Linked DNA regions of Mus musculus: all the other regions are linked to region 2. Evidence: chromatin contacts called from public HiChIP or PLAC-seq data. All regions are on one chromosome and are shown on one strand. Each heading gives the region's core, a stretch centred on a gene start, on an enhancer-like site or on the middle of the called end of the contact. The rest is flanking DNA. Distances are from core to core; before and after follow the strand shown.

Region 1 (3,476 bases), core at 711-3,210, 340 kb before region 2:
TCCCACAGGAGAACACAATAACAATGGTAAATATCCCCCTTTTCATAAATGAGTATGATCGTGTCTTTTCCTGTAAAGACTGAATTATCTGCATGGTAGACTTAGAATTGATGGGTATTTTGTTCCTCCCTCTGCCTTCTAGTTTTTTGTGGTGGAATGGCGTTGTTTTTGTCACCAGAAAACATAAGGAAGCTCCTTTGAATCTGCAGCAAGCAAAGCCTGTGTTACTTTAGCGCTCTCGTCCGGCTTGATCATCTCAGCGGTGCCATCAGACTATGGCCAGCACAAAAGTGAGACACATGTCTCAGATGCAGTGCTAGATGACAAAATAATTGTAAACTGGTTTTAAAGAAGAAAGCTATGAGCTGGGGTCTGGCTTGGAGGCTAAGCTTGCTGGTTGCACATGCTCGAGGCCCTGAGTTCAAATGTGAGCACCCAAGTAAAAAGCAGGGCTGTGCATGGGCCAGCAATGTTAGCACAGAGAGTTAAGGCAGGGGAATTGCTGGGGCTTACTGGCCAGCAACATATCTTCAGGTTTGGTAAAAGACCTTGTCTTGAAGAAATTTGGAAGAGGGAGGTACAGCAAGATACACTGAGCCTCCAGATATATACACACATACACAAGTGTACACACACACACACACACAGAGAGAGAGAGAGAGAGAGAGAGAGAGAGAGAGAGAGAGAGAGGAAAGCTCACTCCCTGAATGTGCATTTTTCTCTTTAAACAAAAGCACTCCACTTTGGATGATGTGGTCCCTGCCAGCAGACCCGATGGATGTGCCCCTACCCATCCGGCTTGCTTCAGAGTCCAAGGCTTTACCAAACACTCTGACTGGGTGAGGGATGGGACACTTTCAGAATATGCCTATTGCTGCTGCTGTTGATATATGCTTTTTCTCTTGCAAATCATTTCAGGCATTATTTTAAGAAGAGTTTCCTGGATTCAATTTATTTTCATTAAAGTACGAAGTGAGAAGCAAGAAAAGGTTAACAGTTTGGGAAGGTGCTCCCTGTGGCTCCTCCACTGTGTTGCCTGAGTTGTCCTCCTCCATGTTCTGCTGAAGGCTGGGGATTACCAGAGCTTACTTGATGCCATGGCCTCGCGGATCAGACCTTTTGCCTGGGTCCAAGTCATAAGTGGTGGAATTCTGTCTTCTTCTTCTTCTTCTTCTTCTTCTTCTTCTTCTTCTTCTTCTTCTTCTTCTTCTTCTTCTTCTAATGTCTTAAGTTGGAGTAAACTTACATATTTTAGTTAGAATATCGTGAAGCTGACATTTTGGCTCAAAGCAGAGAAGAAGGAGATGAAAGAGGAGAAGGGGGGGAGAAGAAGGAGGAGGAGCAGGAGGAGAAGAAGATGAAGGAGGAGAAAGAAGAGAAGAAGGAGGGGGAGGGGAGGAGGAGGGGGAGGAGGAGAATGGAGGTTGAGAACAGGAACTTGTGAAGCTCCCTGGAACCACCATCATTTATCCCCATGTGACTAACTGAATCTTAGCATCCTCTCGTGGTACACAAATGAGTTAGGACACGTTTGAATGATGGGAAGGGAAAGATAAATGGCCCGGGGGCAACTGGACAGGAAAACAAACTGGCTATGCGCCCGGGTTTCCTCACTACTCCCCATGCTTCACGAACAACACTCCTCCCCTCCTGTCCTCTGGCAGACACAGATATGGAAAAGCCTGTTGCTCCTAGACCAAGGACCGTGGAAAGGTTGCCTAATTGCAGAACACCCTTTTTGGCTATATATACCCTTCAGCAGTCAGGTAGTGATGAGAAAAACCAATGCCCAGCCATTCCCATATCTGGGAGCTAAGCACAGACTCTATCTTCTGCCACACAATGCTGGGCTGTGGCTCTTTGAGAGCTCCCACTCAATGGGCATCATCAGAACTGTGCAAAGAGCTAGTTTCCCATTGCCTGTCTCGCTGAACCAGATGCACTCTCACTGCCCTCCCCCGGCAGTGTTAGTGTGCTCCAGCACAGTACTGTCAGTGGGGCCCTGTGGTGAGGTGAGCCTCCACTCTGCCAGCACCAGTGACAGCAGCAGCAGCAGAGATAGAACAAGACTGCGCCAGTTGGGAAAGTCAGGGTTTTTCTCCTGCTCCACTGCCAGGCTAAGCTTTCACATCTTAGCATCAGATAGCAGTGCAGAGCAGTGCAGAGATAAGGGGCCAGCAACATGCTCCCTGGACCTTCAAGCCACCCAGTAGCAATGAGGCATGTTGTATGAGGAGTTGCATAGTGATGACACTCTGTTTTTGTCCCCCTCCATGCCCTCTCCCCACTGTGTCAGCTGATGGTATCTAGTTTCAGTGACACTGGTCAGCAGTGTCATGTTTGGGGACCCAAGTTCTCCTTGAGCGCATTTCCCAGGGGCACATTTTCTGAATGGAGTCTTGCTGGTCACACAGCTCTTTGTCTTCCCCCACCCCTGGCCTCCTTTTATTTTTATTTTTTTCCCACTTTTTTTTATTAGATATTTTCTTCATTTACATTTCAAATGCTATCCCAAAAGTCCCCTATACCCTCCCCCTGCCCTGCTCCCCTACCCACTCACTCCCACTTCTTGGCCCTGGTGTTCCCCTGTACTGAGGCATATAAAGTTTGCTAGACCAAGGGGCCTCTCTTCCCTATGATTGCCGACTAGGCCATCTTCTGCTACATATGCAGCTAGAGACACGAGCATGTGTTCAGAAGAACACAGCTCACTGAACCACCTAAGCAGGGCTCACATGGGCGCACATAGACTGAGGGGCAAGCACAGGGCCTGCATGGGTCTCACCAGGTCCTCGGCATGCATGTTATGGCTGATAGCTTGGAAGTTTTGTGGGATACCCAACAGTGGGAGCGGGTGTGTCTTTGACCCTTTTGCCTGATCTTTTGGGAATCTTTTTCTTCTGTTGGTCGTCTTGTCCACCCTTAATGTAAGGGCCTTTGCCTTGTCTTAACATACCTTGTTTTATCCTGTTTTGCTGTCATTTCATCTCCGGGAGCACTTCTGAAGAGCAAGTGGAAGGGGTGTGGATCTGGGGGAGGAGGGAGGAGTGGAGAGAGAAGACACTGGTCAGGATGCACTCTATTATAGAAACAAGAGTCTACTTTCAATTAAAGAAAGGGAGGAAGGGAGGAAGGGAGGAAGGGAGGAAGGAAGGAAGGAAGGAAGGAAGGAAGGAAGGAAGGAAGGAAGGGGAAGGGGAAGGGAAGGGAAAGAAGGCAGGAAAGGGAAAGAAGGAAGGGAGGGAGGGAGGGAGGAAGGAAGGAATGATATAAATTAAAACAGTGGTCTGCAGACCAGGCATTGTCCACAGGAGTCTGAGGGGCTCTAGCCAGGCCCTAGTGACCAAAGAGTTGCAGCTCTCGGTGGGAGCTGGAGCAAGATGGGTTTCTGGGCTTCTTCCACAGCTGATACACTGGAGTTGGTGGCAGGCAGTGAGATGCAGGAAGTAGCTAGGGCCAAGGACAGGGTGGGGGTT
Region 2 (3,578 bases), core at 844-3,343:
TTTGACTCACAGGTGCATCAGTGACTTTTAAAATACTAAGTTTCTATCCTGTTCTTGTGTGTAAAGCCATATGTATCTAGAGGCATTTATTTTTATTAATAGATATCTATCAGAATTTGATTTTTTCTTTAATTCCATTTAGTTTGAAATCCATTATAATGGCTACTCATCATAAGCCCCTTACTGGAAATAGAACAAGTCAGAAAGAACATCTTTGAAAATTCTCTTCATTAAGAATTATCTTCCAATTACATTGCTGAAATGCAGTGTTCATAGAAGCTACTCAACACCTTTCTATATAAATGGAGACACCTAAGAGTTTTCTCTATTTTCTACACCTGAGTGCATGAAAAGACTGCCTTTTTTTTCTTTGTCCAAATGTGGTCTGAGGCCAATCTCGGGTAGTCTTTGGTCTGTCTCATGAAGCTAGAGCCTTATGAAGAAGGTGCCTAGAGCACTGGTCTGGAAAACAGTGAGAACTGTCTCCCAGAGGACAGAAGGTGCCTCTCGTCAGAAGAGGCCATGACTGAGCATCACAAGTTCAAGGCCAGTCTAGGCAACTTAGTAGAAAGATAATGTGTGCAAAGGGCTGACTGTGTGACTGTGTGGAGTACTTGCCTTGAGTATCCCAGATCCACCATGAGGCAAAGGAAGGAGAAAAGTAAGGAGATGAGGAGAGACTCTCACCCACTGGCAGTGTCTCCCGTGGAGGGGTTGAGAGAGAGGGTGACATTGTCTGTCATCCTGGACTAGTTAGAATGTGCTACAAGAAAGACAGCTTCCTAGATTGACATGCCTTCAGCTTATTTTAAAGAAGATATGGATATTAGGAGGAACAGGGCCTTCTAAGTTGAGAATGTGTAGGTCATTTTCTGGCCACACACACACGCACACATAAATGCACAGTACTGCCCATAGCAGAAGTCTCTGTCCCTTTCATTATGAATAGTACATAGCAGCAGAGAACTCTGCAAATGCTTGTCAGCCGAGCGCTGTGGGGACCCATTCTCTTCTCGCTTGCATCATTGTTTAGAAACTGTCCATGTGAGATTCCCATCATCAGCATCCAACTTTGCTCTAATCGCCCTGGTATTAATGGAGTCATGACCACATCACATGAATCCCATATGCTCACTTTCAGATGGAACTGATGGTAATGTTTGATGGCGGCCTTTACACACACACACACACACACACACACACACACACACACACGACTCTGATCCTCTCTCTCTCTCTGTCTCTCTCTCTCTCTCTGTGTGTGTGTGTGTATGTGTGTGTCTATGTGTGTCTGTGTGTGTCTGTGTCTGTAAAGGACTGAACTAACTGGTCAACTTATTTCAATTATAACTCTAAGCTTCTGGAATGTCTGATTGAAAAAGCCACAGATATTTCAAAAATATTTCAGTCTAAAGATGTATTTGAGTCTAAAGAGCTTAGCGCATTACTCACCCCAAGCTGTCAAGTGGGGTTGTTGAGTGGCAGAGCACATACAAGTGAGTTGGGTGTGCCTAAGCATGGGTTCCTGACACAAACGTGTTCCAAACTAGAGCAGACCAGAGGCAGGGGAATGATCAAACCTGACTCTTCTGCCAGGGAATGAATTCACTTCCCATTTACCAGCTTTTGAAGGAGGAAGGAATTGGGACCAGATCACACAGTCATCGTGGTGGCTTCCTTGTGAATAGCTGTCCCCTATAAGACAATCCCATGCCCCCCTAATCATTTGTATCTCCCAGTTACATAGCAAATAGCCTGTTGTTGGGTTTCTGTCTACTGGGAAGGCATCTGGAAGGCTGGAAGAGTGGGTCATTCCGAACAGCACTGACTCTGGGCACGTGAATGCTCATACATACAAGTTATTGCGATTCCTATTGATGTTCAGTTGCTGGGATGAGTAGATTTCTCAGAAGTGATGGCCAGGGTCAGATTTCCATATGTGAAATAGTCTAAGAGAATGCTCTACAGCTCACTTGTCAAAACACAAACCAGATGCATCTTTTGCAACTGACTCACGACAAGGCATGGCCAGACCAATGGACCATCTGTCCTATTCATCTGTCGCTGCCTCTGAGGCCATTAGATGTTTAGGAGAGGATTTTAGGGCATGCTTCCATTGGAGATGACATGAATCAGCCTATCGACATATGAGCACAGAGTATAGAGTGACTCTGAATGAGGTTTTTGGTTTTGTTTTGTTTTTTTCTTGTTCTCCTTCTAAGTGAAGGCGCCACTAAGTGGAAGGAGATCTATCTCACACAGGAAGTCCTTCCTCATCCCAGCTTTCTGAGTCACATGGCCTTTCTGTGAGCCGCCTTCCCCTGATAACACTGCTTTCATCAGAGCATACACATACCTGCTTTGTTGTCATGGTAAAGGGGAGAATGTTAAGTTAGAGCTCCTGCAGTACTGCAGGTTCCAGGATGTCACGGGGTGATGGGGGTTATCTCAGCATCCCATCCGTCCTGGCTCTGTAGATCTGCAGCAACCTGGGTTGGCCTCTTTAAAGACTGAAAAGAATAGTGTCAGATGGTTCCTGCACGTGCAGAACACATTTTGATTTTTCAGAAGGTTATCCTGGTAAGTAAGCATTATCAATGACCCATGTGCATACTGGGTACACACATAGCTTTTGTTTATTTGTTGGTTTTTCAGGGTATTCTCTTGTTGTTGAACAATTATTTTTGGCTCACTGTAATTCAGAGTATAGACAACAACTATGCTATGTATCTCCAAGTGAGCCTTCTGTGTGTGTGTGTGTGTGTGTGTTGGGATTCTTTGGTTTGTTCCTCAGTTCACATTGAGAATGAGACTAGAAGCCACACAGTGAAGTACCTGTAACTATCCTGGTTTCAGGTATCCTGGTTGCTTTCTTCATTCTCTGTTTTCTATCCCCTCCCTGCTGACCCACCGAGCATGTAGTCAGTCATGTGGGAAGATGAATGAAAGGGCCCTTCAACCCCACGATTTTCAGTCGGTGTCCCTTTTGGAGGCTGTGAGAAGATCCTGTGCATGTGCTAGCACTCTGGTGGCTGTCATGCGGTAATCTGCCCTGGGTGGGCTCTGCAGTGCAGCAAGCAGCAGAGAGCTGTTAGCAGCTTCCTTGACCGGCTCGGGGGAGGAGTCAACACCCAAGTCCCACTCTTGTCCTCTCAAGCCCAGACTTATAATGAAGTCGTTATAGATGGATCTTCCCCTCTGTTCTGGCCAAGGCTGCCAGATTAGCATGGTGAATGTGAGCATGGGTTGTGGCCAGCCTGGGGAGGGTGGGAAGAGCTTTCTTCACACAACCCATGTTTCCTTCTGTCTGCCACTGAGGTTGTTCCTGCCCTTGCAGCCAGACGAAAGAAGTGGCTTCCTCTAAAGTACAGCACCAATATTTTTCTAATTTGTCCAATAAAAATCTTTCCCCCAAACTTCATGTTTGGCTTGGTTTTATCCAGTATTTTCTTTCATCTTGTATGATTTGGGTGTGAATCATGAAACGTCTCCAAAACCAGGAGTCTTAGCCAGGCTTTCTCAGAAGTTACGGTTCCTCATGATAACCAGGTTTGCCCCTGTCCTGCTCCACTGTCCCC
Region 3 (3,201 bases), core at 284-2,783, 400 kb after region 2:
CTTCTCAAATGGGCTATGCTAACTGGCCCAAGGGTCCACCTGTCTATACCTCCCTAGCAGTGAGATTACAAATGTACATCTGCACATGAGGATTTTTTAATGTGGGTTATAAGGATGGAATTCAGGCCCTTGTGCTTGCAAGGCAAGTACTCTACTGACTGAGCTATCCTCAGCCAATCCCACAATGCTTAAAAAAGCTAATTATTAGCTGTGTGATAAATATTTCCTTCAACTGTTTTTCACTTGTCATTCAAGACATAGCTAATCATTCGCAGTCATTTAGTCAAAGCTTAATTAGATCATGCCATAATGTAACCTTCTTCCCAATTCGATTGCTTTCTTAAATATATACATATATATTTATACTCTAATATATAAAATATAATATACAATGTACATATTGCATGTTATATTATATGGTATATATTATATAAAATATAATGTGCATATTATATAACACTAAAATATATTGATATACATATTCATATGTGGCTATGGGCATTTTATCTAAATATAAATATATACATATATATTATATTTATATTAATATATATTGCAGCCATTTCTCAATTCTTCAATATCCTGGAAACTGTTGACTCTCTGACTTCTTATAAAGTACAACCCATGTCACCCTTGCTCAACAAAAACTCTCATTGGCATTGGGGCCACTCAGTCATACTGGTCGTTCAGCTCTGTGACATGCAGAGTAGCTGAGATCCTTGTATTCCAACTGAGTCACTTTGCCTGAAAAGGTCCAGTGCTCTGTAATGACTATGGTATACACAGGATGGTTCCCATAGGTTTTTCTCCTAAGGATGATTCTTGTGTATCTGAGTGAGAAAAATCAAATATGGCAGTCATCTGTTCAGAATTCAGGTCCTAGCTAGGAAGTCTTTGGCATTTTCCATTTTAGTTTTATTGGTATGAATCCTATCTGGGAAACCGAATCATGCTTACAATTCCTTACATCCCAGAACATAATCCTTTTTCTTCAAAAGCAGGCAGGACAGTATCTAGGGCTTTCTCTGAATGCCTCCTTGAAGCCAAACATCCTTTTCCTTCAAGCCAGAATTGAGCATTTGCACTTGTCATTGACTCTGAGTGAAAATGAAAAAGATCCAGCCTTCCAACTGGCTCTTCTCTGATCGCCTTAATTCATGGGAAGCCAAAGAGGAAAAATTGGTAGGTTCAACACTGTTGGACAAGGGTAAACAGAATCATATCACATTAACTGTAATTTATAGCATTTCAACACATTGCTGCCTGCGCCAAAGCCAGCAACAATCCACCACCATTGGAAAGGGGGGAGAAGAGGGTGAGGCTGGGGGCTCAAGTAGAGAACCCAAATTTCTATTTTCTACGCCAGAGTTTAAGAATTGGAGCCCCATCAACACTTTCTTGAATGTTTTGCTCATTCATACTGTAAAAATAAATATCACAAAATATTTTCTGGGCTCAGCCTAGTATGTTGCTAAAACCAGAGCCAGCCAGCTTCCAAACATACTCACCGAGGCTTGCTTCACAAGCACGGACATTTTGAGGCTGGCAGGCAGCCACTAGAGGGGTTATTGAAATTCAATTCAAAATGATGGACTCTGCATGAAAATGCCCATTTATGAGCACTCCAAAGGGCCCAGGCTTTTACAGGAAGATGACAGCAATGACAGCTTCTAGGGGTGCCTGGAGATGATTAGCCCCCTAAACACACACTCTGAGAGCTTTGTTGGAGAGTCTTCTAAAGACTAAGACTGTTTGAATGCATATGGAGACTTCTCCATAGATGAGGCTGCTTATTGCAGGCTGAGAAAACAAACACAGGCACAGGCGGGGGACAGGGAGGAATTCATAGATAAAATACCCCATAGCAGGGTCTAAATCATGGACCCCCAACCAGCATACTCACACCAGAGACTGGACTGAAAGGACCATTTCCTAGCCTGGGGGGCATCTTCACACACTCAGGGGTAGAACATTGGGAAACTATGTTCTTTCTGGGGCAGCCCCAGAAACACTATTAATATAGTATTTTTACTCACAAATGACCTAAGAACAGCTTTTATGGCTAAAACAATGCCTATATGTTGAATATATAAATCAACAACTCCAAAAGCATTGTGCTTCTTTAAGAACTATCTTTTTCTCTTGGGAAGTCATCATATCCATTGCTTCCTTTCCAATGATTGAACAACTATCCTCTGAAGCAACAGGAAGCTGAAATACACGTGCTCAGTGATTTCTGAGTTCTTCTAGAAAATGCATCGCCTTCCATTTACTCTGTGTGTGAGGCAGGCAGTGCCAGGATTTGTAAAACAGTAAGCCAAGGGCAAGGGTGTGGCTGGGAATTTAACAAAAGTCACCCAGTATTGTTTCATCTTGAGTTTAGGGTTTGAAAAGTTTTAGAACTGGTGACTTTTTCTGGCTATCTTAGGTCCACTTATATTGGATAGCATCATGGGTAGAAGCAAAGTTTGTGAATTATTAGCTTCACCCATTCTGACATTGCTTAGAATGTATGCTTTGGATCCCATCATACAAGAGGACTTTGTCCTCAGCATTAGCCAAGATAGGTATTGATTAATATTCATACAATAAAAGTATTTCAGGAAGTGATTTCGTGTTGTAAATAATGTCTCAAATTCAAGAATGCTATTTGCACAGGGATATCAAGGTATCCATGGATCTGGAGCTGAAGACTGTGGGAAGCCACATGTGCCGTTGCAGAGTGGCACTGACTACTGCTGGCCACCACGCATAAGTTTGGACAAACAACCAATGTGTACATATGCAGTAAAGTTTTTTGCAAAGTCACTGCCTGGCCTGGGCATGTTAATGAGGTACTGAGAATATAACCAATCAGATGTGAGACATGCAAATGAGGTATGATAATGAGGCTCTGTGAGGTACAGAGAGAGAGAGAGAGAGAGAGAGAGAGTAGCCAATCAGATGAGGAACATGCAAATGAGGCATAGTGCATAACCAATCTGGGTATGAGACACGCCTCTTCTAGGCCTATATAAGCAGCACCAGTTCTGGGCTCGGCGTCTTTTCGCCTCTGCAATCAAGCTCTCCCAATAAACATGTGCAGAAGGATCCTGTCGTTCTTGCAGCGTCGTTCTTGCTGGTTGAGTCCGGCGCGCGCAAGAGAAGACATCCATCATTCATTTGATGAACAGCTAATGCAAGGCCTTTTCATTTGCCCGG

What was found. HiChIP or PLAC-seq counts read pairs in DNA pulled down with a chosen protein or histone mark.
Region 1: an H3K27ac HiChIP or PLAC-seq map of VIP interneurons shows a contact between it and region 2, with 2.9 times the contacts expected there. The contact joins two enhancer-like sites. A contact is called at or near these places in 1 of 39 promoter capture datasets (hippocampal neurons), 35 of 484 Hi-C or Micro-C datasets (3T3-L1-derived adipocytes, brain, cardiomyocytes and 23 more) and 5 of 115 datasets of contacts at active chromatin or transcription factors (VIP interneurons, astrocytes, embryonic basal ganglia and 2 more).
Region 3: a contact with region 2 is called in an H3K27ac HiChIP or PLAC-seq map of VIP interneurons, with 2.9 times the contacts expected there. The contact joins two enhancer-like sites. A contact is called at or near these places in 2 of 484 Hi-C or Micro-C datasets (both in uterus), 1 of 115 datasets of contacts at active chromatin or transcription factors (VIP interneurons) and 1 of 9 other capture datasets (adipose tissue).

The regions. Positions count from the first base shown.
Region 1 is chr14:29,436,980-29,440,455 of GRCm38.p6, reverse strand. The region is part of intron 4 of Cacna2d3 (calcium channel, voltage-dependent, alpha2/delta subunit 3); the gene reads left to right. Among named protein-coding and RNA genes, the nearest start is that of Cacna2d3, 280 kb to the left of the region's middle. Within about 2 kb of position 1,960, at least 9 of the 459 cell types and tissues checked have an H3K27ac peak or open chromatin away from gene starts, as enhancers often do. A contact at or near this core is called in VIP interneurons, where this site is marked.
Region 2 is chr14:29,094,081-29,097,658 of GRCm38.p6, reverse strand. All of the region lies in intron 17 of Cacna2d3 (calcium channel, voltage-dependent, alpha2/delta subunit 3), which reads left to right. Among named protein-coding and RNA genes, the nearest start is that of Lrtm1, 78 kb to the right of the region's middle. Within about 2 kb of position 2,093, at least 3 of the 459 cell types and tissues checked have an H3K27ac peak or open chromatin away from gene starts, as enhancers often do. A contact at or near this core is called in VIP interneurons, where this site is marked.
Region 3 is chr14:28,698,358-28,701,558 of GRCm38.p6, reverse strand. No RefSeq gene overlaps it. Among named protein-coding and RNA genes, the nearest start is that of Gm35164, 50 kb to the right of the region's middle. Within about 2 kb of position 1,533, at least 2 of the 459 cell types and tissues checked have an H3K27ac peak or open chromatin away from gene starts, as enhancers often do. A contact at or near this core is called in VIP interneurons, where this site is marked.